Linked DNA regions of Ovis aries: all the other regions are linked to region 4. The links are chromatin contacts, called in public Hi-C maps. All regions are on one chromosome and are shown on one strand. The core of a region is the stretch at or near the end of the contact, and the rest is flanking DNA. Distances in the headings are between cores, read along the strand shown.

Region 1 (4,661 bases), core at 187-2,686, 330 kb before region 4:
TTAACAACTAGGTCACTATCCTCCAAAGAGAAGTGACAATATTTTACAAATAAAAACACACAATGCCCAGATAAACTTGACTTTCAGATAAACTTATACTGAAAAAAGTATCTGTTGTTTTCTGAAATTTAAATTTATTTGGGTGTCTGAGAATAGACTGGCAGCCCTGGGTGCATGCTAAGTCACCTCAGTCCTGTCTGACTCTTTGTGACCCCACGAACTGGTGGGGTCCTCTGTCCATGGGATTCTCCAGGCAAGAATACTGGAGTGGGTGACTATTTCCTCCTCCAGGGACTGGCGGCCCTACCGCCGACTAACTGTAGCTCAGTGTGGGCCTCGAATAATGTTTGTCCTGCAAGTTGGTGGCTTTTAGAAATGGAAAGATGTCCCATACCAGCTCGGCAGTAAACTTTGTAACTCTATTATTACTGTTAAAGGGTGAGGGAACAATACTTCCTGAACCCTGCAGACAGTAGTTTTTCATTTCTTGCTTTTTTATACTGCCTACATCTTCAAAGGGTTTTTCTTTGAAGGCAGCTGGTCTCCTTAGGGCATCCCCAAGCCTGGGCACCCCAGAGGCTAGAGAAGGCTGTAGCTCAGACGACAAAGGGTCCCAAGTGGTGAAATTTCAACAGGAATGTCAGGCCTCTGTGAGGAGAAAGGTTACTTCTGCAGGGGTGTAGGGGAAGGGTGGATTACAATACTTTTCTTTCAGTCGTCACATCTTTGCCTGTAACTTGCTCTGTCTTCACTGTGACTGAGAAAGGACGGTGCAGGGGCTGGGAGCAGGGTGGGGTGGGGGAATACCCTGCTTTTCTTGTGCTCCTTTGGCTCTACTTGAGAGTGAAGCTGACATGAAAAGGAGTGATGGCCAAGGCTCCCCAGATGACACTGAGGTCAGTCACTGCTGACAGGTAAAACCTAGTTAATACCTGGCCTCCAAGCTGGAGAGCCTTCCAGTCTGCTGGTGGCTGGAACACAGCAAGCGTCTAAAGGTCACAAGATTGCAGAAGTCAGCAGGGCCTGGCCTTTTGAAAGGTGTGGTCCTCTCCCTTCCAGGCTGAAAACATTTCTCAATGACCCCAGAAGCTGGTAGGCTCCCAAACCCAGGGAGCACTGCTCCCTCCCCCAAGGCACTGATAGGGCCTGCAGCCTTGCACTAGCATTTCTGAGCCCTGCAGTCCAGGCCAGGCTTTCCGCTCTCCCTGCTGGAGGCCCGCCATCCTTATTGAGTGTATTTCCAAGAAAGCAGTTGACAGGCTTGGCAGTGCTATTCCTGGAAATGTTCAATAGGCCATCTTCTGGCAGGGCCACCGCTGACGGATGGGTTGGTCGGGGAGACCACGTGCTCAGCGCCCTCTCCACCCCCGCCTATTCCCAGGTGCCTCCAAGCAGCAGCCGTCCCCAAATACCTCGGGCTGTTAGCTGGCGGGGGCTGTGGGCCTCTGTGGAACTTGCTTCCTCCCCGGCAGGGTGGCTGCCAGCGGGCTTGCTGCTAAATGAAGACAGGCGCCCTGTGACTATAAATTATAACACACATCAGCTCCAGCCGATGCACCGCATGTCCTGTAGGGGACTCCGCAGGGGATGCCTGGCCACTGCCAAAGGGCATTCTGGACAGTGGCTCCTATGGCAGCCGCAGGACAGAGGCCAAGCCTGCCGCTGGGCAGAGGAGCTCTGGCAGCTCCCAGAGGTTGGAGTTTCCTTCGGATGCAGACCACGGCTTCTCTGCACTATTGCCTTTGGCACCAGGTACTTCTTTGTAGGGGCCGTTTGTGCCCTGCCAGAGGTTTAGCAGCATCCTTAACCTGCAACCACTGAGGGCCAGTAGCACCTACACCGCGCTCCCCTCCACCAGTTGTGACAATCAAAAAATACCTGCAGATGTTGTCAAATGTCCCCTGAAAGGCAGAGCTGCTCTTGGCTGAATACTACTGGTACAGAGGAAAGGAAACGGGGGCCTTCTGAGGGTGATGCCAGAGAAAGACAGACTCGCAGAATGTGGTCTCCACTTGAGCTGTGTGCTGCCAGGCATGTCACAGAAACCTTGAGCCTCAGTTTTCTTATCTCTAAAATGGAAAGATAGAGAAGGGCAAACCAAGGGCGTATGGAAATAACAGTTGAATTAATGACTGGTGGGTACTTTGAGAGGTATTCAAGCACCACAGAAAACACTGTAGCAGCAGATTATCTGATGCTTGAATCCTTCCCTACCTCAAAGGGTCTGGTTCCATTTGAGAGGGGAAAAAAGCTGAATATTTATAAAATTTCACAAAAACTCTTGAAACAAACGAATGCTTTAGAAAGATTTTCTCTTCATTATTTTTTTTCTACTTAATTCAAACATGATTAAGCATGCTATAAATGCCTGAGGTTAATGAACGTGATTTTTTTCTTATCTTTCTTGAAAGAGGTTTTGTATCTTTTTAGAAAAAATTAACACCCTAGAAATTGTATCCCTTTCAGTGAAAGAACAGAAAGTAAAACTGGGAGGGTCCCTCTATCTTTTTTTCATAAAATTTGTATCTTTTTCTTTATAATTTATAGCTGGTCAATGAAAACTGGTCAATGAAACCCCACAGTCCTATAGAAAGGCACTGTCGCTTTAAATGAGGCTTGCTGTTATATAATTCTCTGGCTGACTTCATCTAGCCAGCTTTCAAGGAACTGTAAAGAAATCTTTAAAGGCTAATATTTCTCTTATTCACACTGGCAGAAAAACACAAAGGAAACGGGTAACCTGAGCCACTTCAATGGTAAGAAATGAAGAGCCGAGTCCTTGAGGACAGAGCCACAGTTGGCCCCACCCCAACGAAGTCTCAGGGTCCTTGTCAAGCTCCAGGCAACCATGGCCTTTCCTTTGTGGCCGTGTTCACTGGAAGATCCAAGGCCACATTTGCTTTGGGAAACAAGACCCTGTGATTAATCAAAGAAAACAAAAACAGCTTCTTTTCTATAATGGGCCCATCGAAGGGCTTTTCTAGGAAAACCCCCATCAAGCTGTTCCTTCTATTTTCTTAAAGGCTAACAGCCAAGGTGGGGGGGGGGGGGAGTTGGAGGGGTGTTTGAGGAGGTATCCATGGAAGTTTATTCCCAAATAGTTCCCTCTCAGAAAAAGACTTCATTGTGCTAACTAGCTCGAACAGCTGAGCACCGGCTAACAGCAGGGGCCCTGTGGAAAAAAGCATCTCCTCTTTCTAAGGCATCACTTTTCCTGCACGGACCCAGAGACTCACTTGCTCCTACAGAATTATTCTCACCAGATGAGGTTCCCATAGGGGACCTGCGGGAGTGAGTCTCTCTGAACCAAACTAATGGAGTGTCAGAAAAGGCGGCCAGGCGGCACTGTTGTAAAACTAATTCTCACATGCTTCCCTCACCAGAAGCAAACACTGTAATTCTAGTACAGTCATTCCCCCTTATCTGTGGGGGATACATTCCAAGCTCCCTCAAGGGATGACTGAAAATATGGATAATATTATAAACGTATGTGTGTGAGGGGCTTCCCTGAAAGCTCAGTTGGTAAAGAGTCCGCCTGCAGTGCAGGAGAACTCAGTTCAGTTTGTGGGTCAGGATGATCTGCTGGAGAAGGGATAGGCTACCCACTCCAGTATTCTTGGGCTTCCCTTGTGGCTCAGCTGATAAAGAATCCACCTGCAATGTGGGAGACCTGGGTTTGATCCCTGGGTTGGGAAGATCCCCTGGAGAAGCGAACAGCTACCCACTCCAGTATTCAGGCCTAAGAACAGGACACAACTGAGCAACTTTAAAGAAAAGGAGTGTGTGTGTGTGTGTGTGTGTGTGTGTGTGTGTGTGTGTGTGAGCTCAGTGGTGTCCGACTCTTTTGTGACCCCATGGATTGTAGCCCACCAGGCTCCTCTGTCCATAGAATTTTCCAGGCAAGAATAGTGGCGTGGGTTTCCATTTCCTACTCCAGGGGATATTCCCAGCCCAGGGATTGAACCCACATCTCTTGTGTCTCAGGCATTGTCAGGTGGATTCTTTACCACCATACTATTTGGAAAGCCCCAGATACATATATAAGATAATATGCTTTTCCTATACATAAATACTTGTGAGAAAGTTTTATTTATGAAATATTAAGCAGAGTAAGAGAATATCCCAATTGCCAGCATCACTACTCTTGTGCTTTGGGGTCCTTATTAAAGAAAATAAAAGTTACTTGAACACAAGCACTGTGATACTATGACAGTTGATCTAATAACCAAGACGCCTTCCAAGTAACAGGTGAGATGCAGCGGACAAAGGGATGATTCACATACCGGGCAGGACAGAGCTGCAAGATGCAACATTTCATCACGTGACCCAAAATGATGTGCAATTTAAAGCTTATGAATTGTCTGTTTCTGGGGTTTTCCATTTAACATGTTCAGACTGATGTTGACTGTCAGTAACTAAAGCAATGGAAAACAAGCCCATGGATAAGGGAGGCTACTGTGCTGGATAAAGATAGGCAGGACGGGGACTAGAGTGAGGATGGTGAGGGATCACTTCTAGTGTAGAATTTAAGGATATCAAATAAGCCCACCCATCAGATAAGTAACATTTTAACGCAACATTCTTATGAAATCAAAATTAACGTCAAAAGTTCATGATGAACGAAACATCAGGAGTCAGAGACAGAAAAGCAGCCCGTGGCT
Region 2 (5,000 bases), core at 1,952-4,451, 510 kb before region 4:
TTCACCCTCCCCTCGACCGTTACGACGACCTGGGTACAAGTCTTCTTATCTCTTGCTCAGCGATTCTCAGAAGGATCACCTGGGATGCTTTTTCAAAGCACAGATTCTCAGGCCCCAACCCCAGGGACACTGGTTGAGTCTGGACTCATGGTAGGATTCAGGAATCTTCATTTTTAAATAAGCTCCCCAGGGACTGAAATAAGAGTGTCCTCAGTGACTCTAAGAAATGGCCTCACTAAGCCTCTCCTTATCCTCATGCATCATCCATGTGACTAATCACAACTATCACTATTAATCAAAGCTATTACTATTAATCACAGCTATTACTATTAATCACACTATCACTATTAATCACAACTATCACTATTAATCACACGATCACTATTAATCACAACTATCACTATTAATCACAGCTATCACTATTAATCACAACTACTACTATTAATCACAACTATCACTATTAATCACAGCAATCACTATTAATCACAACTACCCAATATTTCTGGAACACTCACCACATCTGAAGACTGTGTTGACTCCTCCATGTGCATTTGGCCCACTAAACAACTTTTTATTTTAACTACTATCATTAGCCCCATTTTAACTTTGAGAAGACTGAGGCCCAGAGCAGAGAACTAAGTTAACTAGCCCGAGGGCACCATCTCTCTGACACAAAACTGAGTTCTCAGTATCACGTTTTATAATCCCCTTCACTCCCCGTGGTCCGTCTGCACCGAATGACTTCAGTTCTCCAAACATACCCTGCTGCTCTACACCTCTGAGCCTTTGTCCAGGCAGTCTCTCTCTTTCAAATGACCACCTGTATTCATTTTCTATGGCTGTATAACAAATTACCACAAAGTTAGCAGCTTGACAAAGCGTGGCTGGTTCTGTTTCAGTCAGTTCAGTTCAGTCGCTCAGTGGTGTTCGACTCTTTGCGACCCCATGAACTGCAGCACGCCAGGCTTCCCTGTCCGTCACCAACTCCTGGAGTTTGCTCAAACTCATGTCCATTGAGTCAGTGGTGCCATCCAACCATCTCATCCTCTGTCTTCCCCTTCTCCTCTTGCCTTCAATCATTCCCGGCATCAGGGTTTTTCCCAGTGAGTCAGTTCTTCTCAGCAGGTGGTCAACGTTTTGGAGTTTCAGCTTCAGCATCAGTCGTTCCAATGAATATTCAGGACTGATTTCCTTCAGGATGGATTGATTGGATCTCCTTGCAGTCCAAGGGACCCTCAAGAGTCTTCTCCAACACCACAGTCCAAAAGCATCCATTCTTCGCCGCTCAGCTCTCTCACATTTGTACATGACTACTGGAAAAACCATAGCCTTGACTAGTTTCTCCATTTAGGTTCCCACAAAACTAGAGTCAGGGTGTTAGATGCTGCTCTGTTCTCACATGGGGCTCAGGGTTCTCTTGCAAACTCACTGGCTGTTGGCAGAACTTAATTTCTCCTCTTTCTTGGCTGGCAGTCAGTCGGGGGTTACTCTCAGCTTCTAAGGGCTGCCCAGTTTCCTTGCCACTGACCCCCTTCATCTTGACAGCTAGCAGAAGAGAAGAATCTTGCCCCTAATAAATCCTTTGCATGCTTCTAATCTTTTACCAGGAAAAAGTATAATTACACTCAAGGCTCACCTGCTGAAGTCAGGCCCACCAAAGATAATTTCCAGATTTTGAGGTCAGCTGATTTGGGACCTTTAATTGCATATGTAAAATCTCTTACCACTGCACCTAAATTAGTATTTCCTGAGTACCTGGGGGAATGTGTGTGGGGGTGGGGGGGTGGGGGGGGGGGGAGGAGGAGCTGAGAACTTTGGGAACCATCTTAGAATTCTGCCTACCACACCATCTAATCTTCAAAATCTAGCTCAAGGATTTCTGCCTTCCTCAATGCCTCCAGGAAGAGTTAGATCCACCTCCAACACCCACCCCCCACCCCCCAGCATCCAACGCACTCTTTTAACATTTGTCCACTGTTATTTCCTCTCTGTTGCCTCCCCTCTGGGCTGTGAGCTCCTTGAGGGGAAGAACTAAGACCTGGTCATGTTTGAACCCCGAGCATCTACAGCAGCTTCCAGCTCAATACTTCACTTGCTGCCTGAGAGTGAGAGATGACGCGCCCAAGCCAGCTCTACAGATAGGAAGAGCAGGTAAACTGGAGTTGCCTACGTTGCCGGGAACGCGCTGTTGACGTAGGCCTGACAGCGCTTCCCGGGAAGTCCCAGGAACATCAGTGGCACCCGGTGCTCCCAAGGCTTTTAGCGACCAGCGGGCAAGAGTCGCCTCCGAAGCCCCAGGGAGCACCAGCCCCGCTGTGTTGGTGAGGAGCAGGTGCCACTAGGTGTCACTCCCGATTCAGTAAAGAGAGCCCCGGGTCTCAGAAAGCAGTTCAGGCTTTTCTATGAAGGGAGCCGGGTAGACGGCCCTCACCCATTATTTCCCCTGGTTCATACTCGAAAGCACCCCATCTTCCTCAACTCCCTCCACTGACACAGTCTGAGTCTAAAAACGGACCACAGGATCAGGGGCTTGGCAGGTTAGGGTCACCTGTCCATCTAATTCAAGTCTCCAGATTTTGCATTTGAGCGACCAGAATGCGAGGCTGGGAGCAGAGCAGGCTTCAGCGGCCATGTGGGTCGGAGCGCCCCTCCCTCGCTTTGGGGAGCTGCCAGGAGGGCACAGGTGGGTCCAGGCTCCTGGCCTAAAGGGTGTCTCCTGGCTGGTTCCGGGGCCTCCACCGCGGGGTGCCCCCAGGTCCAGTTCCAAGCTTAGGCAGCTCTTGGGCTCTTTCCCTGCACCTGCGCTCCAGAACCCAGAAAAGGGGAGATGATTTGGTCACAATAGGGTCCTGTGGGTCATATAAAAGCTGCCATTTCTGGTCATCTCAAGCAATCTCTTTGTTCTTTGGACTTAAAAGATGAGAAGTGGGGAGACCCGGAGCATTCCGGTTTCCAGGGATCTGAGCCTTCAGAAGGTGCAATTAAACACAGTCATTCCCCTTTGAGTCGGAAAAAGTTTAGGGCTCTAAGGGTGGGGATTGGGAAATGCTTGTGAAGAGCGCTTCCTGGCTGACAGTTTGAGTTGTTTTTTCTTCCCCTCTACTATTGCCCCTGTAAGTTAGTATTTACTCCCGAGGTTCCGGAGAGACTGAGAGACGAGCGTGGGGACGCATTTTCCTTCACCCACGGCAGAGGGCGCCCTCCCCTCGCGCCGGCTCCCCGCCAGGCAAACACACTTCCGCCCGCCGGCCCCACGCCCTGCTAGGTCTAGGTTTAGACCCCCAACCCCAGGTGCCTGCAGCCCTGTCTTGAGGAAAACTGAAAAGTCACTTCTGTCAGACCTTGGACATAGCCTTTGAATACCTTTGCTCCAGAAGACCCACTGTTCATTTTTCTTGTGAACATTAAGTGAATTTTAAAATTCATTTGCCCTTCCTCAAGCACTGGGTAATAGAGCTTACCTGGCTGGATGAAAGTGGAGCTAAGGAAGCTGACTTAGGGTCCAGACTCCTGAAGAGGTCTCATTGTTCATCCACACAGTGAACAATCTTATCCACACAATACTTTCCTTTAAAACTTGCAAAGGGGTTTTCCCACATAGAGCTGGATGGATTCTATTTGTTAAGCTCTTTCCTCTGAATGAAAAGGTGGACTGATTCATTTATTTTCCAAGCAGGATTTTACTGAATGCCTTCTGTGCTCCAGGTACTGGGGCGAAGAAAGCAGGCTTGGTTCCTGATTTCGGTGGACCCATGCTCTACTTGGGGAGACACACTGAACAAATAATTGCAGGAGACATTACTTTGCTATAGATGAGATATGTGCTGCCAAGGAGAAGCAGAGGCTGCTGGGAGAGCGTGCCAGCTGAAATCTTCACCTGAATCTGAGGCACAGCTTTCCTCTTTATTCACCCTAATGCTCACAGTGCTGCCAATTGACAGAAATTCTGTCCCCGCCCCTCAAACAGATGAGTCAGTGCCTTCAAGGCTGCACGTCCGCAGGTGAAGTAATAGAGTCATTCTTGCTGGACTCTCCTCTTTACTCCTTCACACTCCTGGGCTCGGTGCCACGAGGCAAGGCATCAGATATTTTGCATGATGAAATTTACATTACAGTTTTCTCCTGAGGCCTGATGACTAACAAGGTCTGAAAACAACAATTCTAGGTACTACCTCCTCCTCCTCCTCCTCAGTGTTTATTAAGCACTTACTAGGAATTGGGCTGGATGTTCAACCAAGGATGCAAAAAAGCACTGGAGACAAAAGGAATATGCTAATAAAGGCTGAGTAGTGGTACAGGCTAATGACTCCCAGGATTTGGGATTTTATTAACAGCTAAAAATGAGAGCTTTATTAGTTAGGATCAGGTCCAGTTAATTAGGTAAGAGGATAAAAGAAGTTCCATACAACAGGGGCTTAAACAAGAGATAAAAAGGTTTGTCTCTACTATGAAAGTCTGGAGTTAGGTACTCCTGGGCTGATAGGGAAACTCGGCCCCAAGAAGCCTTCAAGGACCAGGGGATTCCTTCTGCCTAATTTCTCTGCTTAACCTCCATTCCTAAGTTCATGGTCATCTCAAGGTCCAAGATGGTCCAAGGTCCAAGTTCCAGCCATCACATCCAGCAGGAGGGAGAAAAGGATAAAGGGGCAAAGGGTGGGTGACAGATAAATTATAAAGAGGGTTCCCATAATAAGACTCATCCACTTACAAGTTATCGGACAGAGCTGAGATACATGGCCCTTATAACTGCAAGGAAGATGGTATATATAGGTTTTATTTGGGGGAGCCAAACCCAGAGATTCTGTTACTAGCAGTCTTTGCACACTAAGCCTGACTTAGGGTGTTGAATTTTAACTTTACCACTAAGTATTATATAAAATTGAAAGTCGCTCAGTTGTGTCTGACTCTTTGTGAGCCCATGGATTGTAGCCCACCAGGCTCCTCTGTCCATGGGATTCTCCAGGCAAGAATACTAGAGTGGGTTGCCATTTGAAAATGCC
Region 3 (5,163 bases), core at 2,477-4,976, 380 kb before region 4:
AAAAATGCAACTAATTATAGGCCAAGTCCTTTGGAATTATGATAATTTTTCTTTTATCACAGAGTATTTTTTATAAAGACTTTGGGTGTCAGATACAGGGGCTACAGGAGAGAATTTCCCAGAAGACCAAAGTCAACCCAATGTTGGGTGGAAAATTTCCATTTTAATTAAAAGTAGAAACTCTGACTTTTTTTTTTTTAATAGGGAGAACTAAAAATGCCAACATAGTCTGAATGAGCAATCATGGCAAAAACAGTTACAGCTGATGAGCTACAAATCCTGGGGTGGCGGCGGGGGGAAGGGGAAGATTAAAAAAAAAAGAGGAGAGCGTGTTGTTTGCGTGTCTGTTTTGGTGTGTAATGTTAATATAATCATTCTTTTTACTTTCCTGATATTATAACATAGACCTACATCAGGCTAATTGCTTAGGTTACAAAGTGCTACCATGGAAGTGAAATCTCTTCACTGAGTTCTGACTTTGCATAAAACATTTGATCACTGAAAGAAAAAGGTGATGGATAAAATCAAGTTCATCCTAAAATGATCAAGAACAACTGAGCTGTGAATTTTGTAACACCCAAGAGTACTCAGTTGGTAACTCTGGTGGGTTGACCCCTCCTCCCAAAGAAAAGATATGTGCATTGTTGAAATCTTAATTCCCTAAACATATGAATGTGACCTTATTTGGGAAAAGATCTTTGAAGATATAGTTAATTTAAGGACCTTGGATGAGGAGGTCATCCTGGACTAACCTGTGGGCCCTATGACCTGTCGAATGGCATGTGTCTTTGTAGCAGTCATGGAAGGAACACACCAAAGAGGGGGCGGCAATACGGCCATGGAGGCCGAGGCTGGAGAGGTGTGGCCATAGACCAAGGAACGCTCACTTTCCTCAAAGAAAGGAGAAAAAATTTCAATTATCAGAACAGGAAATAAGAGAGCAATTTACTTAGCCAGCTAATGAATTCTCCCTGCTTGAAAGGGTATAAGCAAGAGAGGTGGTTATGGTTGCTATAGAATAAATTCTTGCATTGGCTGGGAGGCAAGTTGAACTAACCAAACTTTAAGGACCCTCCCAACTTTAAGATTCTATCATTTTATGATTTGACATGGCCTTTCCAAAGAAAGAGGCAACTTCTTCAGGGGCCTAAATTCCAAAGAGAATCTGTGATGGGTCATCATGGAACCCAGTGAACAGAATTTTTGAGTAATTTTTTTTTTTTTTTTTTTAGCAATTAAAAGATAGAGAAATGAAACAATTCTTATATGGCTCTTTCATGGGACCACTCTTGGTGAAGGTCAAATATGGTGACTTTTAAACTTTTCTGATTGAAACTCACAGTAAAAAAAAAAAAAGAAAAAAGATTTTTTATCACAATCTAGTACTCTCAATTCACACAGACACATACACACAGATGTCACAGACACGTGACAAAGTTTTAAAGTAACACTGACTCTTTACTACAGATGATGCTTGCCTTCCAGTTTCTGTTCTACTTTCTTCTCTTCGCTGGTGGCTCAGACGGTAAAGCGTCTGCCTGCAATGCGGGAGACCGGGGTTCGATTCCTGGGTCAGGAAGATCCCCTGGAGAAGGAAATGGCAATCCACTCCAGCACTCTTGCCTGGAAAATCCCATGGACGGAGGAGCCTGATAGGCTGCAGTCCATGGGGTCGCAAAGAGTCGGACACGACTGAGCGACTTCACTTTCACTTTTCTCTTATCTGAAGTGCTGGCTGTGACCTATACACTGATTTCATAATCTGAAAATGAGTTGTGACATCCAGTTTTAAAAACACTGATCCAAGGTTTTAGGTAAGAACGTATTTCTGAAAGTGTAGGGACAGGGATGAATGGGGCTAGGTATCTGGGGTTTTAGAAAGAATAAATTTTTATTAGTGCTCATTTCTTCTGTCTCCCCCCCAGCATGGCGTGGGATCTGCCAGGCCCAGAATCCCACTAAAGGGAGCCTGCGGGGCACTGTCTGGACACATTTTTGGTTGTCACAACTGGTTTGGGAGCTCTACTGGCATCTGTTGGGTAGGGGCCAGAGATGCTGCTGAATGTCCTACAGTGCACGCAGGACAGGCCCCACCCCACAACAAAGAAGTTATCTGGTCCAAAATGTCACTAGTGCTGAGCTGAGAAACCCGCAATGAACCTGAAGACAGTTGTGTTTTGCTCTTTTCTTCATTTTGTGGAGAGGACAGAAAGTTAGGTGACAGTCAGATTTGTCCTGTTCTATGCTGGAGTCATTCCAACCTACCTGGTTTTAAGTTAACAGTAACATGTGGAAAGGCTCCGTGTCTGAGGTTACCCGGTACAGCTGTCTTCTTGTTGGCCCAGTGAGAAGTTACTGAGTGATTAATAGCCATGGAGTTTCCTGAAACATCCAGGTGGAAGACACAACTGGCTTCTTCTCTTTTAATATCTGGTCGTATAAACTGAACATAGCAGGGTAACAGGAGGTGCCTCTGGAGACCTGGGCATGAGGTTCAGTCTCATGCAACCTTCTCTTAGTGTAGTTTCTCCAGACCATATGGTGGCTAATGGGCTCCATCTCTTGGGTTTATCCACGGGGAAGAGGACATTAAGTCTGCACAGTTGTGCTGTGATCAGAGGTGCAGGGAGATAGAACTGGGAGAAACTTTCCCCACACAGTCTCCCCTGAAATGCTTGGTAATAAGAGTAGACTTGGGCAGGCATTTTGTTTGAAAAGAGAAAATTTCACTTCCTTTCAAATGCCGTATGGTCCAGGTGAAGAGCCCAGTGTTTTGGTTTTTTTTTCCCCTTGTTGCATTTTTATTCAGAGAAGGTAATGGCACCCCGCTCCAGTACTCTTGCCTGGAAAATCCCATGGGCAGAGGAGCCTGGTAGGCTGCAGTCCATGGGGTCGCTAAGAGTTAGACACGACTGAGCGACTTCACTTTCACTTTTCACTTTCATGCATTGGAGAAGGAACCCACTCCAGTGTTCTTGCCTGGAGAATCCCAGAAACAGGGGAGCCTCGTGGGCTGCCGTCTATGGGGTCGCACAGAGTCAGACACGACTGAAGTGACTTAGCAGCAGCAGCAGGGATGTTTGCTTAGTGTCATCATACCCAACCTCTCCCATTTCTTGGGGCAACCAGCCCAAATATGACATCAGCTGAAAAGGTCATTAAGGGAAGGGGAAATAGGACAGGAGAGTTTATGAGAAATACACCAGAGTACCAAGCCAAAATTTGATTACTACATCAGGGTGACAGTCCAAGCTTCCAACAAGTAGGAAGTTAAAACATAATCTCTAGATAAAGATAAGCAATGAAACTGACCAAATAATAGGTTAACCTGAAAGTCACAGAGAAACTGAAAAAAAGAAAATTCTTGAAATGGGCTATAGGGTTTTGGCAGATAAATGGGAAGGGCAGCCAGGAGTCTAGTCTCAGAATGGTACAGTCAGGCAATGACTAAAGCGTGAGCCAGAACCTTGGCAGCTACTACAGTCAAATATCTCTGAATTGCGCAGAGGTTAAAGAAATGATTATGGCAAGATTTCATGAATGCAGCAATTAAAGCTGAGAACAGATCAACCCAAACCTGGGGAGGAGGGTAAGCAAACTCAACTCTTCCAGAAAATAGGAAGAAGCTGACTGCCAGAATATGTGCGGCAAAACCCCAAAGACTAAACCATAGACACTGGGCCAACTGTCTAGCAATGACGAGCAGAGGCCATTGGCTAGAATGGTGGCAGGGGGAGGGGGGGAATCATAACCCAATTCCACTGTTCAAATTACTAGGAGAGGAAATGTCTACTGTGTCATCCATAGAAAGACCAAAAGAAAGTTAACTGTTGTGGAGACTTTACAAGTGGAACTCCTCAAATGGAAATAGAATGTGCTTTAAGAGCTGAGGTATGCCAAAAATGCAGCTTGGCGTGGGTATGCTTTCCCTTGGTTCCCCAGGAGGGTGCTTTCGTCATTGCTTTTCTTTTTTTTAAAGTTGTTTCTGGCTGTGCTGGATCTTCATTGTGGCGCCCAGGCTTTCTCTAGCTGCAGTGAGTGGGGGCTCCTCTCTAGTTGCCATGTGTGGGCTTCTCGTTGCAGCGGCTTCTCTTGTCGTGGAGCACAAGCTCGAGAGTGTGGGCTCAGCAGTTGTGGCACGTGGGATCTTCCTGGACCAGGGATCGAACCTGTGTCCCCTGCATTGGCAGGTGGAGTCTTAACCACTGGACCACCAGTGAAGTCCTCTCGTCCCTCTTTAGAGCCCAAATTCCCTTTCAGATAAGGTGTTGTGCCATCAGTCTCCAATTATGATCATAGTGTGATTATACAGAAAGGGCTAGAATGTTTAGGGTTTATGAAAACTATGGAGTTGGCTTTATAGTGAAGAAGACTCAGGAGGTTTTACATGATGTACTTGTAGGTGAGACATCTGGAGCTTCAGGATCCATTTTTAGTTTTTCCAGTGCTATGACCTGATACTCTGTGCACCAAGAGGCCGAGAGTTCTCAAGCGGATAAGATCGCCAGGTGAGGCCTGCCCAGCGTAACAGACATTCCCAAACTGGGGCAGAGGCCATGTTTTCATCTTTGTTGAGACCCTCTTCACTCACAATGGCCTCGCTGCTTACTTTGGAGTGACTAAGATGATGTAAGGGGACCACGTTGAGGGGAAAATTATGAGAAGACATCTAAGCGTAGCAAGGAGGCTTAACCTGTAAAAACTGTTTTTAGAGTTTTTACCTTTAACTTGAGATGGTCTACTACAGTGGTCTCATAGTCTACTGTGATATAGTCTCCATGGTCTAAGTCACAAATCACATGTCCTCACAAGTCACATGGAACAATGCCATTAAGGAGTCAACGAAGTCTCCTAAGATCCTCTAGCCAGGCTGCATCCACTCTCTCTCTTGTACCACAAAGGCCAGTAATCCTAAGGGGAGGGTCCTCAGTAACATTAATGAAGACGCCAAACAAAAGATATCAAAGACCCATGGCACCTTTAAGAAATGCAATTGAAAATGAGAGGAAATTGCCCTACATTTTGAAAAAGAAACATCCTCATGAGTTCTGCTGGTTATGGACTCACACTGGTTTAGGTTGGAATTCTATTTTCATATTCTTTTACTATGTGAGCCAAGAAAGGGACATAACTCTGAGTCTCAGTCTCCTGTAAAAGAAATAT
Region 4 (4,656 bases), core at 1,310-3,809:
AGGCTGCCCCTAGAAACCAGCCCTAGGCTCGCCTGGGGCTTCGCAGTCCGCCCTCCTCCCGGCTTTGCGGCAGTCGCCTGCCCGGCAATCTGTCGGTCCCTGAACTTGGCTGCCAAGATTCCAGGCTGCAGCGGCTGCCGGGCCCAGGAGCCGGATGCAGCTGAAGCTGCTGGCAGCCCAGGGCCCACTCGCTGCCCTCGCAACCCGCGGACAGGAAAGGCGCTGTCACTATCTCCGGCTAGGTTCCGAGCCCGAGTGCCGACCCCCAAGCAGCCGCGGAAAATAGCTAAAGCGCCAGCGCCCTAAGAGTCGATTTCCAAGGAACCCTCCTCGAGCTCTGCCCTCCTCTGGGCCTTGGAGTCCCTCAGGAACCACTTTCCTTTCGCATTCCCAAGGATCCAGAGCCGTGCGGCATCCTCTCCGCGAGCCGCCTGCCCCGCGGCGGGGATCCCAGCCTCGCCAGCCCAGCCCCATCCCCGTCTCGGGGGAGGCGCCCCCTTCTCGCACGCGTCGGGACGGGTCCGCTCCCTACCTGTGTGACTGAGTTCCCTCAGGGCCTTCGCCAGACGCGCCGCCTCTGGGGACGGCTCCTCCGCCGACCCCGCGGTCCCCCACTGGCTCTGCGCCCCTTCCGCGCCATTCCCGGAGGACTCGAGGCACCGCAGGGTCATGGGAGAAAGGTCACCGCGGCAAAGACAGGTGGCCGCCCGAGCTGGGGTCGGAGAAGGGCACACGTCCTTCTTAGAAGTCAGTGGGAACCCCAAAACCACTCCCTGAGGGGTCCCCGAAATGGTGGTGGAGGGGGCGGGGATGGGGCGCTGCAGGCTCTTCCTCCCCGGGTTCCGGTGCACCGATGGCCAAATCCCCCGCAGGCGCGTTCACGCACAGTTGGCCTGCAAAGAGAAAGTGGAGGGTTGGGTCAGTCGGAACTGGACCCCTGCGGCCGGGGTGAGGGTGGAGAGGCAGGGATGTGGAAAATCCCTGGGACTCCTCCGCGTCTGGGCTCCTGCACCATTTAACCCCGAGCATCCAGTTACTGCCCTGGCCCGTTCCAGAGAAAGGACAGAGAGAGACAGCAGGGATCCAAAGCACAAGGGGCGTTGGCGGGCGGGGGGAGCCGACAGGATGAGGGTGAGGAACCGGGCAATTTCCCGCCGAGGGCCGCTCTCTGAAATCGCAGACTAGCAGACGAAGAAGAGCGAAGAGTCACCTGCGGCTACGGTGGTTAATGGGCAAGCAGAAATTTGAAAAGGAAACAGGCGAGGTCCCCAAATTGGCACTCCTTTCTCACACTGCACAGCCCGAGGAGCCCCGGAGGAAGCCCCCGGCACAAACCTAGTTACCGGCCCTAGAGCGCCGCGGGTCTCCCCCGGCAGAGCCGGCAGTCCGGGACTCGGAGGTGCGGGAGCTGCGGCCACCCCGCAGAAGAGGCTCCCTCGCTCCCCTGCCCACGCTGGGGGCACGGGTTGGGGGGCCGCCGAGGCTGCCGCTCCCGAGGTCGGGCGGCTCCTGCTGCTGCTGCTGCTGCTGCTGCCGCCGCCGCGGGCGCTGTCGAGGAATCTGCCCGAGCGCGCAGACCTCGCGGGGGCTCCGACCCGTGACCCGAGCCCAGGCCGAGCACGCGGCTGAGAGCTCTGTGGGGCATGCTAGACAACCAACGCCGAGCCCTTACCTCGGCCTCGACCGCCGTGGCCGCCTCCACACCAGGCAGACTCCAGCCCGCCCTGGGCGGGGGAGCCGGGAGGGGCCCGGGAGGAGGGGTGTCTGCCCGTTTTCCCGGTTGACTTTTTAATTTGGGAACGAGATGCCCAAGGCGGTGACTAGCCCTGCGCTCAGCGGCGGAGGCGTCCGGAGTTCTCTGCGCAGAGTAAAGGTGAGTCCTGGGGACCACTGCCTCGACTCGCCAGGCTCAGACACCTCCTCCGGGCTCCGACAGCCCCCGCCCCCCGACCCGGGGCAGCTGCTGGGTTCCCTCCGGCTGCAGCCAAGGAGATGAGAAGGGGATAGGGAGGGAGGAAAGAGTCAGGGAGGGAGGCAGGCGGGTGGGGAGGAGCGGGAGATCAGGTTATTAGAAGGATTATTAATCTGGATGGCAGTTTACAGGGGGGAAGGAAAAAAAAAAAAAAAAAAAACTCTGGAGACTTCCAGACGCCGGGAGAGAACCGGAGAAAGCAGGCAGTAGCTCCCAGCCTCCAGGCAGAGCCACAATTCCGACTCTCAAGCCCGGCGGCTCCAAACTGCGGAAGCCCAGGCTGCCTGGCGCTGGCGGCCGCGCCCCAGTGCCCTCCCCAGCCCTCGTGGGGGCGGAGCCTTCGGGCTCCCCGGACTGATACCTGCTGCCGGCCCGAGCTCCTTCGGCGCCCCAGTGGCAGGCAAAGGCGATCCTGACGCCGTGCACCCGGGGCCCCGGCGCGCGCCGTCCGTGGCCCGCGCAGCGCCAGTGGCGGCGGGCGAGGAGGCTCATGCTTCAGGGCAAGCCCAGGGCCCGCGAGCCGCGGCGGCGGCGGCGAGACTAGAGTTAAACGTCAGTCCCGGGAGCGGTGTGTGCGCGCGATTTCCCAGACGTACGCGCCTCCCTCACTCCCCGCCTCTCTCCCCGTCCGCGCTCCCCGCGCGCCCCGCCCAGCGGCTGCGGAGGCCGCTTTCCAGGAACTTTCCAGGAATCCACCTCACGTGACCGCGGCCCCCGCTACTGCTTTAAAGAGACTCCGGCGCAGTTGCGCAGGCTTCGGGGGAGACGGGCTCCGAGCTCTCCGGTTCCGACCCGGTCGGGGTGGATGCCTGGGAATTCGCCCTCCTCTGACCCCCAATGCCTGGGTGTGCTCCGAGACGCGCAAGAGAAGCCCCGGGCCACCACCGAGCCAGTTCCCGCGGCGGCAGCCTGTCTCCAAGCCGTGCAGGCAGTGCGCCGGGGTCGAGCGATGAACAGACATGCTCGCCCCTAGGCCTGCCCCCGAGGGTTGTGTTGCCCACCCCTTCCGCGCCTTCTCTAGGCGACCTTCCAGGCCGCACATCAGGAAGAGGGGGTGTTGGAGAGACTAGAGGTCCTCGGAAATGGCCCCTCCCGCTCTAAGACACATTCGTGGTGTGAGGGAGCCCCCTCTTCGACCACCCCCCACTTCCAGGTCCACGCCCAGGAGCCGAAGGGAGTGGGCCGATGGCGGTCCCCGGGGCCCGGGTCCTAGAAGGTTGCCAGCGGGCGGAGAGCGGCGCCTGGTTAAGCTGCGCTGGTCGCGCTCAGTCCCCTCCCTCTGGCGGGCTTGCTCGCGATCTCCCGCACCGGCCCGGCCCTGCTCCTCCCTCCTTCCCTCCGCTCCGCCGTCTCCTTCCGGCCACCCGGCGGCCCTCCCGGCTCACCAGCGCCGGTCGTGGAGGGGACACTCAGATCCTCGCGCTCTGTGGTCCGCGTGGCCCGCCCGCCTCCGTGTCCGCAGCCTGAGAGAGCTCAACTCTGGGATTTCCCGCAGAACCGGAGCCTGGGGGACCGGGAATGCGGAAAGATCCCCAGCTCTTCTTCCCTGCCCAGGGACCCTCACCTCCTCCCACCTGGTTGGAGGCCACCTGGCCTCAGTTAAAACTCATCTCCTTCCCTGCATGTCTCCTCCCGAGATGTGACCTACTTTAAATGTGACCTACTTTTTAAAAAATCATCAACACTCATGGGAAAACCGGATCCAACATTTCGATAACCATTTTTCTTTGAAATACTCTTCTATTGCATCACTATACAAAAGCTTGAAAGGTCAATGGCCACTTTTAGTTGAAGCGGCGGCTATGGGGAAGTTGGGCGAGGAAGCGGCGGAGCGGGGTGGGGGGGGAGGGGGGCGGGAAAGGCTCGACTCGCAAACCTTGCCTGGTGCCCCCCCCTGCTGGCTCCGCGAGGAAACAGAAGCCAGTTCCCTGCCTTGGGGACTCGTGGACAAAAGGTTTTTCTCAATAATTTTCCTGCTTTTGAGTAAATAATTATGCAAATGATTGATAAATTAGCCGGAGAGGAAGGGGAGGAGTGCATTTCCCAGCTAAAAGAGGGTTTTGTCAACGATGCAGTCGCGTGGACGAATCATGTTTTGTTTCTTAGAGTCTACTGTGGAGGACTGAGCTAACTGAACCCTAGTTAGAACCCTCTATAATAGAGATGGATAAGTTTGTATGTCTCTTGCCCTTCTTGGACCCTAGACCTTTTCTATAAAATTGAGGGACTGGATTCCAGTTCTGCGCGAGGGATTGGGATGAATGAACAAATAAGATTCCAAGTGGAGTTTGTGTCTGGTCTGAGGCCCAGAAACTCTTAATGAACCACTACATCTACTAGGGTTCATTGTGCTCTAAATAATTCCATTTAACTTCTCCTTCCTTGGTAGAGAATCACAGAGGAAAAGTGTACCCACTTTTCTGTAGTGTAAAAAGTTTTTTTTTTTAATTTTGCAAAGATAAAATAATTTCCATTTAATTGTCAGATGAAATGAATCTGCCAACAGCTCTTTTTAACTGTGTTTTCCTGTAGCCTCCTAAGGACCTTTGCACATGCCCTCCCTGCTTCCTGAAATGCCCCTCCCCAGACTGGGTGCGTGGCAGACTGTAATCATTCAGGGCCCAGCTCAAGAATCACCTCTACAGAGTCATTGTCCACAAAGATTACAGTAAACACAGTGCCAA

The links. Hi-C and Micro-C count contacts between places; a contact is called where the count stands out from the background.
Region 1: a contact with region 4 is called in a Hi-C map of muscle, with 6 times the contacts expected there. The contact joins the enhancer-like site here to the promoter of SOCS2 in region 4. A contact is called at or near these places in 4 of 16 Hi-C or Micro-C datasets (liver, muscle, omental adipose tissue and 1 more).
Region 2: a Hi-C map of liver shows a contact between it and region 4, with 2.4 times the contacts expected there. The contact joins the enhancer-like site here to the promoter of SOCS2 in region 4. A contact is called at or near these places in 3 of 16 Hi-C or Micro-C datasets (liver, muscle and skin fibroblasts).
Region 3: a contact with region 4 is called in a Hi-C map of liver, with 5 times the contacts expected there. The contact joins the enhancer-like site here to the promoter of SOCS2 in region 4. A contact is called at or near these places in 7 of 16 Hi-C or Micro-C datasets (hypothalamus, liver, muscle and 3 more).

The regions. Positions count from the first base shown.
Region 1 is chr3:130,201,951-130,206,611 of ARS-UI_Ramb_v3.0, reverse strand. LOC105607935 (a long non-coding RNA gene) reads right to left here. Exons shown (of 5, transcript XR_009599886.1): 1 at 1,879-4,661; 2 at 1,413-1,520. Among named protein-coding and RNA genes, the nearest start is that of PLXNC1, 220 kb to the left of the region's middle. Within about 2 kb of position 1,436, at least 23 of the 54 cell types and tissues checked have an H3K27ac peak or open chromatin away from gene starts, as enhancers often do. A contact at or near this core is called in liver and muscle, where this site is marked.
Region 2 is chr3:130,380,547-130,385,546 of ARS-UI_Ramb_v3.0, reverse strand. No RefSeq gene overlaps it. Among named protein-coding and RNA genes, the nearest start is that of PLXNC1, 37 kb to the left of the region's middle. Within about 2 kb of position 3,201, at least 8 of the 54 cell types and tissues checked have an H3K27ac peak or open chromatin away from gene starts, as enhancers often do. A contact at or near this core is called in liver, where this site is marked.
Region 3 is chr3:130,254,359-130,259,521 of ARS-UI_Ramb_v3.0, reverse strand. No RefSeq gene overlaps it. Among named protein-coding and RNA genes, the nearest start is that of PLXNC1, 160 kb to the left of the region's middle. Within about 2 kb of position 3,726, at least 10 of the 54 cell types and tissues checked have an H3K27ac peak or open chromatin away from gene starts, as enhancers often do. A contact at or near this core is called in liver and tail adipose tissue, where this site is marked.
Region 4 is chr3:129,871,817-129,876,472 of ARS-UI_Ramb_v3.0, reverse strand. SOCS2 (suppressor of cytokine signaling 2) reads right to left here and starts at 2,559. Exons shown (of 3, transcript XM_027967202.3): 1 at 2,334-2,559; 2 at 533-893. The coding sequence starts at 671. All of the region lies in intron 2 of LOC121819095 (a long non-coding RNA gene), which reads left to right.